Regions from separate parts of the Rattus norvegicus genome. Here region 2 is linked to region 1. Evidence: chromatin contacts called from public Hi-C data. All regions are on one chromosome and are shown on one strand. Each heading gives the region's core, a stretch centred on a gene start, on an enhancer-like site or on the middle of the called end of the contact. The rest is flanking DNA. Distances are from core to core; before and after follow the strand shown.

Region 1 (3,031 bases), core at 414-2,913:
CTTGTTGCAACATGGTTCTTACCCGGAAGTACTCACCTTAGGGTCTCCCACATCAGACAGCAGCTCCTGTTCAGCTTCGTGGAGCTCTTCTGCCGGGTCATAGCTATACATGGGAAGCAGGTGATGGCGAAGCCGGTCCACCCTGGGCAACAGGAAAGCATGACTGAGCCCGGACCCCAGTCCTGCTCTTGAATCCATGTCTACTCCCCTCCCTTAAACCAGAGATACCATCAGCCCGAAAAGGAAACCATTTCTAAGGTAGATGGTAGAGCACCAGGGAGTTAGGACACTCACCGCTTTTTCTTCTGCACATACATTACCTGTAACAGAGACATGGGACTGTGGAAGCTGGGGAGGCGAGCATGGCCCAGTGTGAGGACCCACTTCCACACCCTTAACAGCTGAGATGCTGTGGCCACCATACCATGCCCGCCCGGCAGCCTCCCCAGGCAAGTCTGCTGTGGGGGCTCCTTACCACGGCCACCACCACTCCGACCAGGGTGATGAGGAAGAAAGGCCCCAACACGTAACCCACCATGGAGTCGCTGTTGGCCTGGGGGGCATTGGGCACTGTCGTGTTACTCATGACATCAGAGGCCAGAGGGCGGAGTGGACTGCATGAGTAGTGGTGGCCTAGGGAGGGCGCCTCCCCTGGGCTCCCTGGGGGTGGGAGGAGGGAAGGTTATCAGTTGTACCTATGGTGACAAGCAGGTCTGTATCCCTCCCCAAGACCGGGAGTGGAAATCCGGGGAAACTTAAAGCGAAACACTGGGATGATCCCTAGGTAACCATGGCTCTAAGTACTAAGGACAGACCCAGATCTCAGCCAGGCCTGCCTGTTTCCTGCCCAGCACCTACAAACAAGAGGGTGTGGCCTAGCTCAGATGCCTGGTAGACATTTGCAGGGTGTCAACTGCTTGGGGAAGGTTAGGTGCAGGTGCACGGCTAAATGGAGGGAAAGATAAATAAGGCCTGCACTGCGCTGGAGGGGTGAGCTAGGATCCTGTGAAGGGGGTTCTGGTTCCGTTCCCACGCTACGAGCTAGGAGCCGCACGCAGGCTTACGTCCTACACCCTCCTTGTCCCTGGTGTAACCCTATACTCTGTCCTCAGTATCGGGCTCAGGTACGAGTGTGGACACTATATAGATGGACAGTATCTAGCCCCCTTCCTCTAGTACACCCGGGGCTCCGCCTATGCCCCTCCCCTCCCGGCCAGCGCTGACAGGCAGGGGTGGAGAGGATGGCCCCCATCCACAGATACGAGATCATCCTTGGGAGGCGGCATTGAGATGACCCAAGTTCCTGTCCCGGACTCTCAGATAGAGGAAGAGGTACCGGCTAACTGCGCCCATATCCGTAGGTCAGTTTTGCCAGTTCCCAGTAGCGAGCTCCGGGTCTCAGGCCGAGGGGACAAGCCAGAAACGGAAAGGTATGAGGCCGCTCGTAGGATGCTGGCCCGCCTCGGCAGGCAGATGGTCCCAAGGCGCGGATAGGATGGGGTGTACTGGGGAGGGGGTGTCGAGGGGCCGATGCCCGCCTGGGTACCTTGGAACCCCGGCACCCCGAGCTGCTCCGTGCGGGCGCGCTGCTGCCCATCCATCCAACCCGGCCATGCCTTACCTCCCGCCGTGCAGCCCTGACAGCAACACCTCCGGTTGGCTCCGGCCCCGGAAGAGCCCTCCGGCGCGTGATCAAAGAACCCGGAGAGAAGGCGGGGCCTTAGCGACCCAGTCGAGCATAATGGCCAATCCGGAGGCGAGTGGGCGGGCCAGAAGGGGCCTGCAGTGTCCACGCCGCGGCAACAGGGGGCGACCGAGGGCCGTGCATCGGGAAGGTTGCGGGGCGGCGCGCTTTCCTGGCTGCACACGGGCGGGCGGGGCGAGTGGTCACTGCAGGAGCTCGGCGACTGTCGAGGGGAGGGCCTCCCTCCTTTCTGTCCTCAGGTCTTCAAAGCAGGTTGTGGTGAAGCTAAAATGATGGCGCGAGACAGGAGCCCAGCACATCCTGTGGGCCAAATAAATGCTTGCTCCTTGGAGCGCTTTCCCGGTGCAGGGTGGGGGTGGGGGGCACAGATGGAGCAGCAGGGTGCAGCTTGCTTGGGTCACGGGCAACTTGGTAAGCCTGTGTCCAAGTTGTCATGGTCAGACCATTAAAGTTACTCGGACTGGAGAAATCTGAGTAAGATCTACGTTTAGTGGAGGAAGAGGCTCAGCGGTTAAGAGCACTTCTTACTGAGGACTCAGGTTAGGTTCCCGGCACCCATGAGGTGGCTCACAACCATTTCCGGAGGCTGCAACACCCTCTTCTGTGCCCCACGGACACTAGGCACACTAGGTGATGCAGGCAAGACACACATCAACATGAGACTCTACAACTTTTTTTTGGCTGTGGCAGAGTCTTTACGTGATCATCCCTGGCAGGCTTTGAACTTGCAGTATAGCTCAGGGCAACCTTGTGCTTGTGTGTGTGAGCCTCCTGGATGCTGGGTGGGCATGTAGCACCATGCCGGGGAGATAGCACCCCCCCCTCTATCTCATGTACCCCTGACATCTTGAATTCCTCATCCTGCCTCATTCAGGTCACCTCCTAAATGCTAGGATTCCAGGCTTCCAGAATGGTAGCCAAATATTCTACCAACTCTCTACCAAGCTCTCTCTTCCTCCTACCGTTTCTTCTCCTCTCCCATCCCTTCTTCCTCCTCACCTCCATCCACCTCTCCTTTCAGAGTGTTGGGATTAAAGGCCTATGCCGGGGTTGGGGATTTAGCTCAGTGGTAGAGCGATTGCCTAGCAAGCACAAGGCCCTGGGTTCTGTCCCCAGCTTCGAAAAAAAGAAAAAAAAAAAAAAAAAAAAAAAAGGCCTATGCCATCACACCAGCAGGACATGTATTCACTGAATGGGTGTGATAGTTTTATGTATATACTCTGCACCACGCCTCTTCTCCCACTGCCTACTGGAGCTGAAGCAAAGCCTCCCAAGTCAGTCAGATGGTAATAAGGACATGGGACAGACTAGGTGCCCTGTTCTTGC
Region 2 (3,064 bases), core at 42-2,541, 220 kb after region 1:
GTCGGCAGACAGGCACACACCCATGTCTATACCTTGGAGGCCTGCCTGGTCCACACAGTGTGTTACAAGACAGCCAGGGCTACAAGGGGCCCTGTCACCAAACAAAACAAAACCCAACCTGACCCCAAAAAGACAGCAGAGAATGAACTGATTTCTAACTGAAGAGTCTTTTGCACTGGCAGGGAAACCCACAGAAGCACTCTGTGGTGAGTGTCGGCCACCACCACAGGGCATTCATTGCCTTAGCTCGGGGATGCCACCTCTACCCTCAAGGCTCAGAGGTCACTAAACCTAAGGTAATGGTCACTTCCTAAGCAGTGGCTCAGGAAGGTAAACTGCGGACGACTCGAGCTCTCAGAGTAAGCTCCAAAGCCTCACGCACTGACTCAGGTGAGAGGCACCCGTGGCAGAAGCATGAGCTGGTCTGAGCAGGCCTGATGCTCTATCACCAGGCCCCTGTCTGTGGTCGAGCCTCTCTAGCCTGATGTGGACGGGAACTCAGAAGGGTACTGGCTAAGACATCCCCATTGCAAAATAATCCAACAAACGTTTTCATGCATAGAAGTTTGAATTCTTCCTTCCTGGTGTGTCCCATTATAAAGTGAGGAGGTGCCTGCCATGCACTCAGTGTGCTCACTTAGCGGGTGGATGACTGCTCGGGACTCACGGAGCAGGCCTCACGTGAGTTCCAGCACAGCCAGGGCTACAGTGAGACACAGCCTCGACAAAACAGAACAGAACCGATAGCTCCTAAGTTAAAAAGAAGCCACCACTACCTGAGCTTCCGAACCCTGGACTGTAGTGTTGCACAAGGTACTCCTGCCATAATCGGCTGACAATGCTCTCTTCAAATTATATCCTGGGGGTGGGGGCTTACACTTTTAATCTCAGTACTTGATTGGTTGATCTCTGTAAGTGTGAAGCCAACTTGGTCTACACAGTGAGTTTCAGAAAAAGTTCAGAGTACATAATACAGAAACCCTGTTTAAAAATCAAAAACAGGGGTTGGGGATTTGGCTCAGCGGTAGAGCGCTTGCCTAGCAACCGCAAGGCCCTGGATTCGGTCCCCAGCTCCGAAAAAAAAGAAAAAAAACAAAACAACAACAACAACAAAAAAAAAAAAAAACAAAAAACAAAACAAAACCAAAAACAAAGGAACCCTCAAAACGTTGTGCCTTCTCCCAATCCTCGTGGGTGGAGACTGGCATTAGTGAAAGCCAGCACAGAGAAACCAAAGCTGACATCACCCAGTGAGGCTGCTCTGCCCAGGACAGTACGGCCTTTGATGACTCAGACTCAGACACGAAAGCATGTTGCTGGGCCCTGCCCCAGAGAGACGAGCACACAACTTGCCTGTCCACAGTGGCAAGGGCTCTGAGCACAGCCATCTGCACTTCAGAGAACTGTCTGAAAAACGCAGTGGTTTCTCTCTTTTTTGTTATTGTTAACTTTATGTATACTTTAAATATCTTTTGAACATTTAAGTATTTTTGAGACTGTGATATAATTAGTTTCTTCCCCTATTCCACAGGCCTTTGACTTAGATATGGGTAGATAAAACCACCTGGGGGCAGCAGACTGCGCTGTCTGATTTTGAAATAACCAATCTCAAAAAAAAAAAAAAAAAAAAAAAAAAAGATTTTAAATTTTATTTACAGCTTTAAGTGTCCTTTTTTTTTTTTTTTTTTTTTTTTTTTGGTTTTTTTCAGAGCTGGGGACCGAACCCAGGGCCTTGCACTTCCTAGGCAAGTGCTCTACCGCTGAGCTAAATCCCCAGCCCCTTAAGTGTCCCTTCTAAACTTTTTTTTTTTTTCAGACAAGTCCCACCAGTTCAGAGTAGTATCTTTACCAAAACAAACCTGTGTTTCTGAGAGTGGTTCCTGAGCACTAAGCATCTTACAGGAAGACGTCTAGAAAACACAAAAGGGAGTGTTCATGCCTGAAAAGACAGCCTAGAGGTTAAGAGTTCTGGGTTTGGTCCCCAGCACCCACATGGTGGCTCACAACCATCTGTACCTCTAGTCCCATGAAGATCTGATGATGTTCTCTTCTGGCTTCTCAGAGTATCACACACACACAGTGCACTTACACACACACACACACACACACACACACACACACACACACACACACACACACGCAGGCACACACGCACAAGTAAAAGATTCATGTACATAAAAAATAAAATAAAAATTTAAGGTGGGAATGGGGTAGAGTAGGAGAATAAACATCTTTAATCCCAGCATTCAGAAGAGAAAAGGGAAGGCAGATGGATCTCTGTGAGTTCAAGGGCAGCCTGGTCTACATAGTGAGTGCCAGGACAGTCGGGGCTGTACTCTAGGACCCTGTCACAAAAACCAACCAACTAACAAACCAAACCAATAAGGAAACCAACCAAGCAACCAACCAAACCAACCAACGAACCAACCAACCAACCAACCAACCAACCAAACCAACCAACCAACCAAACCAACCAACCAACCAACCAACCAACCAAACCAACCAACCAACCAAGCAACCAACCAAACCAACCAACGAACCAAACCAACCAACCAAACCAACCCAACCAACCAACCAAACCAACCAAACCAACCAACCAACCAACCAACCAAACCAACCAACCAACCAACCCAACCAACCCAACCAACCAAACCAACCAACCAACCAACCAACCAACCAATAACCAAAAAGGTTTTTTCCAAAAGAATGAAAGCAAGTCTACCTATCCAATGCATGTGTGTGATGCACGCGCGCCTCAGGACCTCAGTTAGCATTGGACAGAGGACTCCTGACAGGAGCTGGTCCTTGCTTCACAAATGTGGATTCGGTACAACAATCACCTCACTGCTGCGGATTCTGCACTGAACCATCTTACTGACTCAGAGATAGATGTTCTAAGGGAAGGGTTAACACGTAAAAAGAAGCCTACGACAGTAGCCCTGACAAAAATCCTGCCGTGACCAGCCTCACCTTCTGAGTGGAGCTGCTGTGTCAGAGGAACAAGACAAGGGCACCTCATGTATCCGTGTGTACACGTACTTTACTAAACCGCAGCATGGATGAG

What was found. A called contact is a pair of places that touch in the nucleus more often than the background predicts.
Region 2: a Hi-C map of the A7r5 cell line shows a contact between it and region 1, with 2.9 times the contacts expected there. The contact joins the enhancer-like site here to the promoter of Smim29 in region 1. A contact is called at or near these places in 6 of 12 Hi-C or Micro-C datasets (the A7r5 cell line, Schwann cells, frontal cortex and 3 more).

Annotation. Positions count from the first base shown.
Region 1 is chr20:5,621,033-5,624,063 of GRCr8, forward strand. It overlaps Smim29 (small integral membrane protein 29), which reads right to left and starts at 1,664. Exons shown (of 5, transcript NM_001395665.1): 1 at 1,622-1,664; 2 at 476-660; 3 at 295-320; 4 at 37-142. The coding sequence starts at 586.
Region 2 is chr20:5,839,275-5,842,338 of GRCr8, forward strand. The region is part of intron 3 of Ilrun (inflammation and lipid regulator with UBA-like and NBR1-like domains); the gene reads right to left. Among named protein-coding and RNA genes, the nearest start is that of Ilrun, 37 kb to the right of the region's middle. Within about 2 kb of position 1,292, at least 65 of the 93 cell types and tissues checked have an H3K27ac peak or open chromatin away from gene starts, as enhancers often do. A contact at or near this core is called in the A7r5 cell line, Schwann cells and liver, where this site is marked.